Linked DNA regions of Sus scrofa: all the other regions are linked to region 1. Evidence: chromatin contacts called from public Hi-C and HiChIP or PLAC-seq data. All regions are on one chromosome and are shown on one strand. The core of a region is the stretch at or near the end of the contact, and the rest is flanking DNA. Distances in the headings are between cores, read along the strand shown.

Region 1 (2,700 bases), core at 2-2,501:
ACTTATAAATTCCATTTTCTACGTAAAAATCAAATTTCTCATATTTTATTTAGTCTTGAGCAGGAGCATGATACTATAAATTTGATACTTATTTTAAAATGCATGATTTTATGTAATTATTTTAATGTTAGCTTTCAGTTAAGGAATCATTTCTTTTCCAACTGGAGAGAGGATAAAGACTTGAAATGAGGAAATTTGGTGGTTTATGCACAACTGCAATACTTATTGTCTGATTGAGAGCTAGAGCTCATTCAGGTGGTATTTGGCTGGATTTGCAAGGCTTGCATCCCAGATTAGCTTTGCTTTCCAATCCAGATGTGGATGTGCGAAATGACCATGAGCCAAATGCGGAAGGATACACAAGTTGGCTGTAAAACCTGATGACCTATCTAGTGGAAAGATGAAACTTGACAGAGACCTGGAGATGGGCTCAAACTCCACTCTGAGATGCTTAAGAATCTGGGAGGAGACACATTAAAACCTTGAGGGGAAATGGTGAGCTTGAAAATGTACTAGTTGAAAGGTGCAAAAGGCTCAACCTAACCTTCTTTGGAAAGGCGATCTCTGTCCTGGTGGATTTCATAGAGTAAGTCTCTTATCCCTCTTACAGCCTTGCTAATGACAGTTGGAGCTCACATGGGCTGATCCATAATCAATTAAATATTCTAAATGTATAAACAATCTCTGTGAATCGATGAGACGTGTGGTCTTGAAGATAAAAGGATAACAGGTGTAGAGTCGCTGTTTTCTCAAGCTGGTCACATGAAAGGAGAAAACAGTGATGTGTGCAGCTGTATTTATACCTTGTATTCAATCATGGAAAATGTAGCATTCAATTTCATTGTCCACTCATTGAAAGTAAATCTTAAATAATTCTTTTTGGAATCTCACGATTTAACTGGACGTAGAATTCAGCCTTTCACCACTCAGCTCTGCCGAATTTTAAAATGCAATTCCAGTTGGTAAATGTAGTTTGAACTTTGTGAAGTCAAGGTAGTTAAGACCTATATTTTGTGAGAGTCTCTTAGAAATAGTGGCACCATTCCATCTGAGCAGGCACAATGCCTCTCTTAACAGATGGCTGGGAGAGAAGGCAGCCAAAAGACCATGTATGAACAACAAATGTGCCTGCTAAGGGCGGGAGTCCAAGTGGCGAATGTCGAAATTGTTTTCCATCCCAAGCTTTCAGGCCTGTGGCACCAGGAATGGGGAGTCAGTTGACTCTTGCCCACTAAAAAGAAATGACCAACAGCTCCCATGACTCTAGGAAAGGAGACCAGGAGACCTGGGAGTGGCAAATGCTCACTGTCCTTGTACCCTTATGTGGAAGTCCCTTCTTTTCTTTGTTAGCACCGGATTTATCTTGCGCTCATTTATACAAGCCAAAACCTGGTGTCACAAGAACACAGATAGGCAATTTGGCTTCTCTAGAAATGAAAAGTATTTCCAACCACAGGCATCAGATACAAAGTTATATTGCTCAAGAAGACAACGTATTATTTATAAGAAGGAAGCTGTCTTTGATGGTTGCTACTTTCCTTATTGTGCTTTTAACAACTTTCTACCAAATAAATGTGGGTCTGACTAGTTTATCTCTTATCTGTCTCGTTCAAGTACTGTAAGGATAGTACAATATCTCAAGTCTTGCTTGCATATGTCAGGACCTCTGGAATGAAAAACTACAATTTATGTGAATTTTGAAGCTATATTGTTGGATGATCAGTTTTACATCAGTGAGGGTTTTTTTTTTGTATAGTCTGTGGATGGAACTGAAATTTTTATAGAAACATTATTTTCTTGAAATCCAATGTCAATGGGTAAAGAGGGTGTGGAGTTTGAGCTCATATGTTTATATGAGGATGTTTTCTGTATGCAAATGGATAGGTACAAATATGAACATGAGAAATTTTTCATTTTGCTGGATTTATCTATATTAATTATTTGCACAACTGGATTTACTCAGTACTCACTTGAAATGGCACCAGAATGTGACAAGTACAGAGCAATAGGGTGGATAACAGGTCCCATTGTAAAATGAGGTGTTTGTCTGTTAGACTTATTATGAGACTTTTTAGTTCTTGGAAGTGATTCTACTTTTTAAAATTATTATATATTCAGTGAGTGAAGGTGAGAGGGAAGGAAAATCCACTTGGTGCCATAAAATCTGGATAAGGAGGCCTAATACTACTTCTCAAACAGTGGGCGCCCACTGCCCCTCCTCCCTAAGATTTCAACCCAATCTTTATCAGATGGATCGTACTCTCTATTATAATTGAAACCCACTCACATTAAATACAATATGGATGTAAAGGCCTTTTAAAAATAGCATGTGTTTTTATGTTTCAGATAAATGAGAATCTTTATATAAAATATTACTGGGTTATTGACTTAAGAATCTCCTATCTGCTGAATCTAATTAATATAGCAAGTGTTGGTTATTCTGACAGTGATGCAGCTTTGTGAAATCTATTCCAAGATATTCTTTCCAGATCTTCTTGCCAGTTTTTTTTTGTTTGAGTCTTGAAGCTGAAAATCAATCATGCTGACAATTCATGTTATTTACATTTTTAAAAATAATTTACCAAATCCAGAAATATTATCCCTAACTTTTTTTTTACAATGTAAATTTTATTTATTATGGTGACATTTAAAATTTTTCATCTGTAGTTTAAAATAACATTGGTTTGGAGTTCCCATCGT
Region 2 (2,700 bases), core at 102-2,601, 130 kb before region 1:
TAAAGCCCAATGTGAAGGTCATATCTCCCTGAGTGGGACACAGTTAACATGCCTAAGAGTTTCCCTAGGATAAAATGTTTTTCTTTTTGTTAAATTTAGAACATTAATTACATCTTAAAATATTATAGTTGGTTGTAATACATGTTGATTCCTTGATTTTGGCAACTATAGGTAGCTAACAACTACAAAATATCTGAAAATGACCTAAGGATTTTAAGCTGAATGAGATTATGGGTCTTATTTGTCTTTTCTGGTCCTTGAGACTGTTTTATTTTTATATGTTCTCTCTCAAGTCTTCTGTGGAATCAGTCCTAGAAAAAAAATGATAAAACTTATAAAATTTATAAATGTGCTATTTTTTGCTTTTGCTCTATAGTGACTTAACATGTAGTAACGTTTTTGTGAAAGGGGTATGAAAGGAAAGAAGACATGCTCATACAGCTAATTTTAGGTATTTATAAAGTACAAATTATGTTTATAATTACTTTTCTTGGTCAATATGCTTCAACTGTTACTGATAAACCAGAAGGAAAGGGAAGAGTGAGTATGGGAGGTCGTGTGGGAGTTCATACTTCATCTCCAAAAAAAAAAAAAAAAAAAAAAAAAAAGAAGTCTAAATGAAAGGCAGTGAGTGAAAGAGGAAGAGAAAGTGAGGAAGTTCATTTCCTACAGTAAAAAATGTACTACTATGGGTTGTAAGCTGAGGATGTCTAAGGACTTTAAAGATGGACCCTGTGAAATTTTAGAAGTTATTGATGAAATAGTATACCAAGGTGAACTATATTAAAATACTTTTTCCAACCATTCCAGAAATCATGGTCCAAGTTGGCCTGTGAAGCCTGGTAGGTCACGCACTTTTGACTGTAGCTCAGATTGCTGGGAGACACATCTTCCTCATTAGTTTCGGGTGACAGCCCAGCACACTGTGCAGGAGAGATCCACTTGTAGAGAAAGAGAGAAGAGGGAGAGGAAGATTTAGCACTGCATTTTCACAGGGCAAGAAATTCCACCCCAGCTCCAATGTGTGTTGGCCTGTTGCCTGGGATCTCGTTAAACACATGACCATCACTCTTCTGCCTATTTCTGGCTTGGATTTGGAACTTCGTGGCTAAGCAAACCCTAGTTGGAGCTAAAATTAGGCAGCCAAATTGTGACAAGACATACTTGTCTTCAACAAAGAGAGATACCTGCTTAAGAAAAATTGGATCTATCCATTGGTCAGTGTCAGTCACATTCATCTTAGCAGCCTGTTTCTATTGAGAAAAATCTGAATTAAAATAGACTAACCAGCTAGACCGTATTCTGCCTTTCAGCCTGCTAGTAGTGCCGCAGCAGCCCAGTTCTGTTGCAAATGGGCTGCTCTAGCAGGAGGAGAGTAAGGAGTGAAACAATGTAACAAACTATTGACATGGATGGTGAAAAGCAGAGGGAATAGATATAACCATATCCTTTGGATTAACGTAATTTTTTGATTTCCAAGATATCAGAGTTTGGAAGTCTTCCGCACTATGGGAATTTATAGTGTCTAAAGTATGAGAGTTTACAGCATTCTCTTTCATTTGACAAGTATCTGATAGAAGAGGAATTGTCATCAAAACTAATGCAAAGAGTAGTAACAATAACACCTTGTTTAAAAATATTTTTTACACATACTTTTCCAGGCATCTCAGTCAATATCTTTTGACTGTCTACTTTATGGATGTGGTATTGTGGGGAATTCAGAGATGAATCAGAAATTTTCTCTCCCTTCAAGGAGCATAGGATCTATTTAGGGGCAAGAAATGAATGCAGGAAAAAATAAAACAACAAGAAAGAATTCAGTATAAGTTTGAGATAATATAGAAGAGGTATTTATAAAATGGTGCATGGTTAACTGTCATATTCAATCTACTGAATATTTTAAAGGGAAATATAATTTCTGTTTTCAGTGATGATGTGTTGAGATTTTAAAGAATGTGTGGATGAGATTGATGGAGAGAGTGATATGAAGAAAATATAGAGACTGAAAGTGCAAGAAAGGTTGGAGGGGGTGGTGAATACATTTTTTTTCTTGGCGCTTAGGGATTATATAGGGAAGCAGTTGTTTTTACATAGGAGGTACATAGCTGCACACTTGTTTGAGAGATGAAGCCATTATAAGTCCAGAGGAAGTCTGAAGAGACAGAGCTTTTTAGCATCTGTAAGGACTCAAACCTGGGGAACCAGACAGGTCGTTACTCTTTACATTACGTAATAATTAATACCAGGGCCAAAACACAAACAAAAAAAAAATGAACCACACACAAAAAAAGAACCAAACCAAATCAACCAAATAACACCTCTTTTTCCTTCCACATATAGCCACTTGCAGGTTAAGGAACCCATTCTCCCTGGAATTGCAAGGTTGATCCTTCCTTCTTAGTCATAGCTGTGATCCATCCTAGCTCTCTCTTTTCTAAATTAGAGTATAGTTGATTTACAGTGTTGTGTGAATGGAATACTACTCAGCCATAAAAAGGAAAAAAATAATGCCATTTGCAGCAACATGGATCCATCTAGAGATTCTCATAATAAGTGTAGTTAAGTCAGTAAAAGAAAGACAAATACCATATGATATCACTTATATGTGGAATCTAAAATGTGGCACAAATGATCCAATCTGCAGAATAGAAACAGACTCACAGACATGGAGAGCAGACTTGTGGTTTCCAAAGGGGGTGG
Region 3 (2,700 bases), core at 64-2,563, 170 kb after region 1:
CCTTGGGGAGCTCATAGCTTCCTAAAGTTCCCTACAGGAGATTTCTTGAATTAAAATGCCCCTGTTTCCAGACTAGTTAAACAATGTGAAGGGAAAGAACATCTTTGAAGTGTTATTATGTGCCAGGCACATTTGGAGGGGTATCCCTAACCATCCTTCCACCTCATGCCTACTTACTTTGTTTCATCTTGCTTTTTTTGCTTCATCTACTAACCCCCACTTGGCATTGTTCACAGCTCCATGTCCAGCTCTGAGAAGTAGCTGGTGTATACAGTATGGGTTTTGTTTGTTTTGTAGTGGTTGCAGGAATGAACTTGAGAGGCAGGAATTCTCATTTTACAAATGAGGCCAAGATTGATGACTTGAATGATTTGCTCATAGGGAGTTCCCTGGTGGCTCAGCAGGTTAAGGATCAGGCATTGTCACTGCTGTGGCTTGGGTTGCTGCTATGGTGAGGCCCAGGAACTTCTGAACGCTGTGGGTGTGGCTCCCCAAAATGATCTCCTCATAACTGTGTAACCCTTAAGTCACAAATCAGGGGTTTAAAGTTGAATGAAGGCAAAGCTAACATTCTTTCTAAAATCACTCCTGTAAATGCGTATTTCTTTACAGAGTTATGCATCTGTGTTCTTTTGTTAAATACCATTATGTGAAAGACAGAGATCTTGCCTTCAAGTGCCTAAAGTCTAGTTAGGGAGAAAAGAAACACCTGAAAATCCAACTAAAAGTAAGTTAGTGTCTGGGCAGGGGAAGAACCTCAGAGACAGTCAAGGGGAGGATGGGCTGGGCCTGGGGCTGGGTTCTTAAGGGCGCTTCCACTTGGCTGAGATCTGTCTTCCCCGGACTATGAGTAGGTAGAAAAAGTAAGTTCCTTCCACTTAGCTTTCCTAAGAGCCCTTCTCTGCCTTCTCTGAGTCCCTGCTCTCATTTAAATCCCAGAGAATAGTGGATTCTGCCCTCTTTTTGAGAGGGAAGATGGTGGAAAGTAGAAGAAAAGCTCCTTTGACAGGGAGTTTGGGGACTTTCTGGTCTAAGACATGAAGAGGTAACAAAAAGCAGTTGCCGTTGTTTTGCCCAGAAACGATAAAAGTATGGGAGTGGAGGGCGGGGTGAGGCGCTAACTTCAAAATACGTCCTCATGGGAAAATCAGAAGTCTTTTGACAAAGTCCTTACACTTACTTGGTAAACATTTGGAGCGACTGTTGGCTTTCCCTGGAGAAGAGGAGGGAGATTTATTCCCTTGGGCAGGGAACAGTGGAACCAAAGGGCGAAAGCCCGATGAAAACACGTTTCTACTCAAGAGTAAGAAATGCCCTTAAAACCAGCCGCACGGAGCCGTCTCGGAGGAAAGTAGTCCAGCAGAGGCAGGCCGCTCCCTGAGTCCTACCAGGCGAAGGACTCAGCCCTGGGGTCGCGATGTCCCGGTCTCGGGTCGCCGGCAGGGGGCGGGTCCGGGAGCCGAGGGTGGGCACGTCGGACTCCAGCTGCGCGCTTGGGGCTCCCCCGGGAGCGACGCGAAGTGGGGAGGGGCAGGGGGCCCCCGGAGCTCAAGCGCGGGCTCCGGCTCGCCGCGGGCGCGGGAACAAGGCGCATCATGCTCGCCGCGGTCGGGAGCCTCCTGCGCCTCCGCTCGGGGTGCATCCCCCGCTGCGCCCCGGGAGCACCGCCAGAAACCTCGAGGCGGCCGGTAGCATCTCTCCGGCCCCGGGGTCTTCCTCAGTACTCCAGTGGCGGGGCCCCGGGCGGCTCGGAGCCTCAGGGTTCCGGTGAGTGGGGGCTGGAAATGGCCTGGGAGCGAGGGGTCCGAGGAGGGGCGGGCGAGGAGCCGCGGCTAGGGGATTGAGGGGTGATTCTCTGTGCCGTCGGTCTGTCGGTTCTTCCGACCAACACCAAGCCTGTCGCTTTCGCAGCAGGGAGGGTCCACAGGGTCCCCGCCGAGCATAAGCCGTCGCAATTCGACAAGAAGATCTTGCTGTGGACCGGACGTTTCAAAGCGATGGAAGAGATCCCCCTAGGATCCCGTAAGTGTAGCCTGTGCCTGGCCCCGGGTGCGTGCGCCGGGGAGGGCGCTGGGGTTGGAGGGTCTATCCACTCACCTCTCGACCTAGAACGAAGGCGGCCGCGGAGCCAAGCAGGTCTTCCTAGCAATACCTTCCACCTTAAGGAATTTGTCTACGGCCCCCTAGTACGGTTAAATGCCAAGCTTCCTGACTAGTCTGGGAACTAAACTAAGCGGAAAAGGGGATTGTTGGAGTTGAGTGAAAACCCTGAAGTTCAATGGGCACTTCCATGGCGCCCGGATACCCGCCCCTAGCGAGCTCCAGGTGGTGAGACAGAGGAGTACTTAGGCCTAACCGAAGGCACCGTTGTCCTCTCGAGCACCCAAGGGGCTGCGGGGACAACAGAGAAAGAGGGGCTCTGTTCAGGGCGGCGGCTTCCTGCTGCACCCAAGGAGTAATCATGGCTCGTGGGGTGGCTGGAGAGTCTCTGGGAAGAAGCCACATCCACTCCTGGAGAGGGAGATGCCTGGTATACGCGGTTCTGCAGCCCTCTGAGCCCGGGATTCTTGGACTAGGACTCACTATGCATCAGCGTCTCTGGCCACTTCCCCCATCCCAAACCGAAGACAGAGGTTCGCTTGATAAAACTCAAGCTGCCAACTTCAGCTCCTTTCTGCTAATGCTAAATTTAAAAAAAAA
Region 4 (2,700 bases), core at 199-2,698, 240 kb before region 1:
AAGACTGAAAAATTAATTAACTTTTTGAGTATTTTAGTTTTTTTCTCTCTTTAATTAAATTCTCATTTGTGCAAAAAATCAGAATCAGACATTGATTTTTTTTTAAATTAATTACAGGAATTTCAGGAGAGTATAGCCCTTATTGAAGGTTTACAACCATTTTCAACATATATGATACAGATAGCTGTAAAGAATTATTATTCAGATCCTTTGGAACAATTACCTCTGGGAAAAGAGATTTGGGGAAAAACTAAAAGTGGAGGTGAGTTATGTGCGTGGTGTGGGTTTCTAGAGCGGAATTTTGCAATACTTGTGATGTGTATGCCTCCATTAGTTTTTATCTGGATGCTAAGTAATCTTTATGTGAGATTTTAAAGCTTAAAAGAAAAATGTACTTGTGGAATAGTCTGATGGCATAATCCTTATCCTAACACCAGAAGATGATGGATAATATCCCACCAAAATGAAAAAGCAACCATAAGGCAAAACATGATCAATTCTGGGTGACTGGAAACACATTCTTTGGACTCACCACAGAGTGTCACTCTCTTCCTGTGTATTTATCAGTCTCTGTCCATGTGGTGAGACCTAGGAAAGCCAATTCTTTTTTCTTTGAGAATTTTACCGTGGCGACTGAGATATAAAGTAATATAACATCATTGCCTTAGAGAAAATGGATCTAGAATCTATAAAGGTGTTTTAAGAGGTGGAGGTTATTATGAGTGGATGTCATTTCTTTCACAGGTTGCTGATGGCATTCACAAAACTCACTTGAATTAGGTTACTCATCATCATTGGCCATATCCTTGAGCTGGAGTCAGAGAATGATTCAGTTATTAGGCAAAAATAAGCAAGAGCCTTTCAGGCAGTCTGTTAACTTAGTGTTACATAAGAGGCTGGCTTTCCTTCAGAACATCTGTCATTCATTCTGCTCACATGATATGCTTATTCCTCAACCAAGACTCCATTACTTCTTTCCATCTTTCAGTGCTGTTGCAACATCACTTATTGTGCGTTGCTATTTATTTCAGTACCAGAGGCAGTTGAGCTCATTAACACAACTGTGCAGTCAGACACCAGCCTTGTTATATCCTGGAGAGAATCTCACAAGCCAAACGGACCTAAAGAGTTGGTCCGCTATCAGGTGGCAATCTCGCACCTGGCTTCAGTTCCCGAGACTCCACTCAGGCCAAGTGAATATCCAAATGGAAGGCTCTCTCTCCTTGTTACTAGACTGTCTGGTGGAAAACTTTATGTGTTAAAGGTACGGTGAGTGTATTGGGTACTTTCATTGCCATTCTCAAGTGCAAGGTTCAAGAAAGGTTAAGCAGTTTTTTTTGTTTGTTTGTTTTTGTTTTTTTTAACGAAAAGGTTCTGGCCTGCCATGCTGAGGAAATGTGGTGTGCAGAGAGTCAGCCTGTCACTGTTGAAACGTTTGACACACCAGAGAAACCTTATGCCTTGGCTCCAGAGAACACGAGTTTGCAACTAGGTTGGAAGGCTCCATCTAATGTTAACCTCATCAGCTTCTGGTTTGAACTCCAAAAGGTACATCTCACCATACACTTATTTTTTTTTAAATGGATGCACCCAAGGCAAATGGAAGATCCCAGGCTAGGGTTCGAATCAGAGCTGCAGCTAAGGCCACAAGCACAGGCACAGCAACACCAGATCTGAGCCACATCTACAACCTACACCGCACCTTGTGGCAACACCAGATCCTTAACCCACTGAGTGAGGCTAGGGATTGGACCTGCAACCTCACGGATACTATGTCAGGTTCTTAACCCGCTAAGCCATTAATGGAAACTCCTCACCATACACTTTTAATGCAAATCTTTGTTTTATGCTATAGAATAAATCAGAAGGCCTTTAAAAAAATATCTCTAGGGCATTCAATTGTATAAATGAGCAATATAGTTGTCAGCATTCATCAATTCAGGTTTTCCAGATAGAAGCAGTAAGCCATCTAGACTAATTAATTTCTGATGGAAAAAATTATCGGAGAGATTAAATTGCTCTTAAAAGTTTCCATAAGTAGGATATAAGTTATGGTTCACTGGTTTCATAATATTTTACTTACTTTAGATGTTATCAGCTTGGTCCTCTAGTTTAAAGTCCATAACAATTTGGTGTTTTCTATGAAAAAAATGAAAGAAGTGAATAAATATAAACTTAGTATTGTTTAGAAATGTTCTTTCAACCATTTAAAGGTAATATGGCAACAGGAGAGAAATAAAATATAAAGCCAGTTTATCCTATACTAGTTTGATATTGATCGTAAACTTTAAATGGTTATTCATCCAAAAATCTTTATGGTTTAACCATTGTGAAAATACCTATTAAATTTATGCATCAATTAATGAATTCATTTCCAGGAAAGTCTACATTGATTTTTATACTGATACACTTAATAGACTATTAAGTTTTTATAATTGTGACATTTCCTTTTTCACTATTATATATTTGCATATCCACATTTGTAAAGATTGGTTGGGAGTGTTTTGTCCAGAAGGAACTTAAAAAAAAAAAATCAGTATAGTCCTGGCTTCATATTTCTTTAAAACTGAAGTTGCTCTCCAGGATGTTTTAAAATTTTACGAAATAAAATATTTTTGGTAATCTTTTTGGTTTTTTTTTTTTTTTAGGGCCGCACCCGAGGCACATGGAGGTTTCCAGTCTAGGGGTCGAATTGGAGCT
Region 5 (2,700 bases), core at 27-2,526, 170 kb before region 1:
TACTAAACAAACTTCTGGTTGGAAAGTTTTTAAAAGGAGAGAAGGTGGGGAAAGCAAAATGAAAAATCTACCCATCCCGTCATTAATTCATCAGGAAATTTTCAAATAGAAACCCTGCAAGCAAAATTGGCAAAAGCATGGACTCCAGCAGGTGTATTTCAATTTCTGGAAACAAGAGTCCAGGCCCTCATTTTCCAAGCTGGTCTGGTCTGGACTCTTAGAGGGGCCACCCCCACCCCCCAGCGTGATCTTATTCATTTCCTGGACTACTGTCCTCAGTTTCGACTATATCAGCTGAAGAATGAGAAGAAAAGCTGTTCTACTAGATACAGCTCTGAAAATAGAAGAACTGGAATAATTAAGCGAAACTTGAAGAAGAGTTTGCAGAATCCGGGTTAAGTGGTCTTCTCAAAAGTGGGTTTGTTGACGGCAGGGCAACGCGATTCGGCTATTCATGCTGGAGAAAGGTGAAGCATTATCTATGAAGCTTGCCTCTTGCCAGCTCAATCGAACCCAATAATGTTCCCCAGAACTTTTCGAACAAAGACAGCTAAAACCTGTGAGTTTCGCGCAGTTTTCTTTGTAAAGAGTTCTCTGATTCTGGAATGAATTGGCCTGATTGCCTGAGAATTGAAATGGAAAAAAAAAAAAAAAAAGCCTTAGATAAGCTTGCAGGGATGAGAACGCGAGTCTGCATCTCAGACAGCGAGAGACAGGCCTTTGCTTTTGTTTTGTTGTCACTCTTACCTTTAAGACCAAAGCTTGGTTTTCCCTGCGTGAGCTGTGCTCACCTCTCCCTGCACCAGCTCCGGGCTCGGAAGAACCTGGAGTTCAACACTAAGAGAACAGTGCAGCCCGCGAGATCCTCGTTTGATTATTCCCAGGAAGACCCGGGCAAGCGTTTGCAGGATATAGCTGCCTTCCGGAGAGAGCCAGTGGGGAAGCTAAACGGGCTAGTTTAACCTACTGGATGGCAACGCGGGCAGTCCTCACATCCGGGAGGAGCACGCCTCTTTTCCGACGCAAGGGACCCGCGCGGAGGCGCGGAGGACCTTAGAGTACCAGCGGTGCTGGAAAAGCCGCGGCGCGCCACTTGTCTTCGAGGCATGGGCGGGGGTGTGGGGGAGGCGGGTAGGGCGGGAGACACGTACCTGGTGGTAGGGGGTGTAGGCGGCTGCGAAGTAAGGCTGGGGAGGACCGTAGACTTGGTACATAACATCCAAACAGCTCATGGCTCCCCGCAGCGGAGACGGTTAAATGTTTTATCCTCAACTTTCGGTCGGCGGAGGGCCGGGATGCTGCATGCGCGGCACTTGGACTTAAGCTCCGGAGTCATCGGCGGCGGAGCGAGGGGCAGCGCGCTCCGCGGCTCGGGATCCCGCTCGCACGCTCCCCTCCCACTCCTGCAATTCCAGCCGCCACCGCGCTCCGGGATAGAAGCTCCCGGGCTCCAGCTAGTGGGCATTTAAACCCCACGCGGGGCGGGCGTGCTGACGCCACTCCCAGGCCGTGGAGGGTGGGGGAGACATGGGCGGGGACGGGTGGGAGCAATGGGGTGCGAGGGACAAGGGACTGAGGGGCTGCCGGTGAGTTTCTCCAGGCTACCCTCCCCAAGAGCCTTTGGCCAAGGGTGCGGCGAACGGCGTAGCCCGGGGCTTGAGCCCTGGGGCTTCGCACGGTGAGGAATTGGGATTTCCCAGGCTGAGGCAGGAGGGGGCGGAGGGACAGGGAGAAACGGGGGCTCTATAACACTGAGAGAGAAAGTTGTAGCCTGGTGGGTAAAGGTGTTGTGGGAGAGTCTCGGCCTCACAATGGAGAGCTGTGTGTGTGTGTCCGGGGGTGGCGAGGTGGGGAAGATTCTCTGCTCTCAGCTCCTGGGGAGGAAAGGCGCTATCCTCAGGAATCCCTTAAGAGATCCGGGTCGTTGCAGTTACGGTGTCAGAGTCCGGGAACTCCTCTCCGCGCCGAGGAGCTTTCTCTGCAGGGAAATGGCAGCGGCTGAAGCATGTAACCGCTGCCCTGTGGCACCTCCTTTGCGCCCTCTCCAAGCTGGCAAACCCGCCGCCTGCTCCCACACCTCAGTTCCACTTACTGGAGCGGGTCCCTTCTGCCCCTCTAGAGTGTGACCCCTCCCCTTTCTCTTTGACATCCTCCATCCGAACCCGTTGTTCACGCCCCGGCTCTGGCTCCTCCCGGTACAAGCAGCTTTCGAGGAGTCCTGGAGGCTTACCCAGCCCCCTGCCGCCCCGAGTCTTCTCGGCCGGCATCCTTTAAAGTTTCAGTAACTTTTTGGAACAGGGACTCGTTGGCTGCAAGAGCAATTATCCTAGGAATTGCAGGGAGGTCAGAGAGGGCTTTTGCTGACTCTATAGCGGGTAAAACAGCAGCTGCGATTGTTTCATTTTAGAGGTGAAAGAGGATACACTCCAATTGTGAAACGTGCATTGCTGATAGCCGTTCTGTTTCGTGCCTCGAGAGTTCTCCAGGCTCGGACCTACTTCCTGTGACTCTTTCCGTCCATCCCAAGTACCCCTCCCCTGGCTCTGTGGGGAGGCGAGTTACCGGTGGAGTTCTCCATCCTAAAAGTGTAGGAAAGAATTGAGACTAGGCTTTCCAAGTCTGGTTAGGTGGGGCAAAGAGTGTTACGGAAACACCCATGGGCCATACTTGGGGGCGAGGAGGGTTGAGTTTGGGAGAATT

Evidence for each region. A called contact is a pair of places that touch in the nucleus more often than the background predicts. HiChIP or PLAC-seq counts read pairs in DNA pulled down with a chosen protein or histone mark.
Region 2: an H3K27ac HiChIP or PLAC-seq map of skeletal muscle shows a contact between it and region 1. The contact joins two enhancer-like sites. A contact is called at or near these places in 3 of 47 Hi-C or Micro-C datasets (embryonic fibroblasts and subcutaneous adipose tissue) and 1 of 2 datasets of contacts at active chromatin or transcription factors (skeletal muscle).
Region 3: a Hi-C map of skeletal muscle shows a contact between it and region 1, with 4 times the contacts expected there. The contact joins the promoter of FAM162B here to the enhancer-like site in region 1. A contact is called at or near these places in 1 of 5 promoter capture datasets (liver) and 10 of 47 Hi-C or Micro-C datasets (brain, embryonic fibroblasts, epiblast stem cells and 5 more).
Region 4: a contact with region 1 is called in a Hi-C map of skeletal muscle, with 9 times the contacts expected there. The contact joins two enhancer-like sites. A contact is called at or near these places in 11 of 47 Hi-C or Micro-C datasets (brain, embryonic fibroblasts, fetal liver and 4 more) and 1 of 2 datasets of contacts at active chromatin or transcription factors (skeletal muscle).
Region 5: a contact with region 1 is called in an H3K27ac HiChIP or PLAC-seq map of skeletal muscle. The contact joins the promoter of VGLL2 here to the enhancer-like site in region 1. A contact is called at or near these places in 6 of 47 Hi-C or Micro-C datasets (embryonic fibroblasts, epiblast stem cells, fetal skeletal muscle and 2 more) and 1 of 2 datasets of contacts at active chromatin or transcription factors (skeletal muscle).

What each region holds. Positions count from the first base shown.
Region 1 is chr1:44,721,585-44,724,284 of Sscrofa11.1, forward strand. No RefSeq gene overlaps it. Among named protein-coding and RNA genes, the nearest start is that of RFX6, 100 kb to the right of the region's middle. Within about 2 kb of position 1,252, at least 4 of the 83 cell types and tissues checked have an H3K27ac peak or open chromatin away from gene starts, as enhancers often do. A contact at or near this core is called in fetal skeletal muscle and skeletal muscle, where this site is marked.
Region 2 is chr1:44,589,555-44,592,254 of Sscrofa11.1, forward strand. No RefSeq gene overlaps it. Among named protein-coding and RNA genes, the nearest start is that of VGLL2, 33 kb to the left of the region's middle. Within about 2 kb of position 1,352, at least 3 of the 83 cell types and tissues checked have an H3K27ac peak or open chromatin away from gene starts, as enhancers often do. A contact at or near this core is called in skeletal muscle, where this site is marked.
Region 3 is chr1:44,888,269-44,890,968 of Sscrofa11.1, forward strand. It overlaps FAM162B (protein FAM162B), which reads left to right and starts at 1,314. Exons shown (of 5, transcript XM_005654391.3): 1 at 1,314-1,767; 2 at 1,915-2,004; 3 at 2,007-2,022. The coding sequence starts at 1,596. It overlaps LOC110260274 (a long non-coding RNA gene), which reads right to left and starts at 1,315. Exons shown (of 3, transcript XR_002343261.1): 1 at 1,181-1,315.
Region 4 is chr1:44,483,218-44,485,917 of Sscrofa11.1, forward strand. ROS1 (proto-oncogene tyrosine-protein kinase ROS) reads left to right here. Exons shown (of 44, transcript XM_021089102.1): 29 at 118-262; 30 at 1,032-1,264; 31 at 1,372-1,548. Among named protein-coding and RNA genes, the nearest start is that of VGLL2, 73 kb to the right of the region's middle. Within about 2 kb of position 1,449, at least 1 of the 83 cell types and tissues checked has an H3K27ac peak or open chromatin away from gene starts, as enhancers often do. A contact at or near this core is called in skeletal muscle, where this site is marked.
Region 5 is chr1:44,556,357-44,559,056 of Sscrofa11.1, forward strand. VGLL2 (transcription cofactor vestigial-like protein 2) reads right to left here and starts at 1,277. Exons shown (of 4, transcript XM_013985005.2): 1 at 1,152-1,277. The coding sequence starts at 1,232.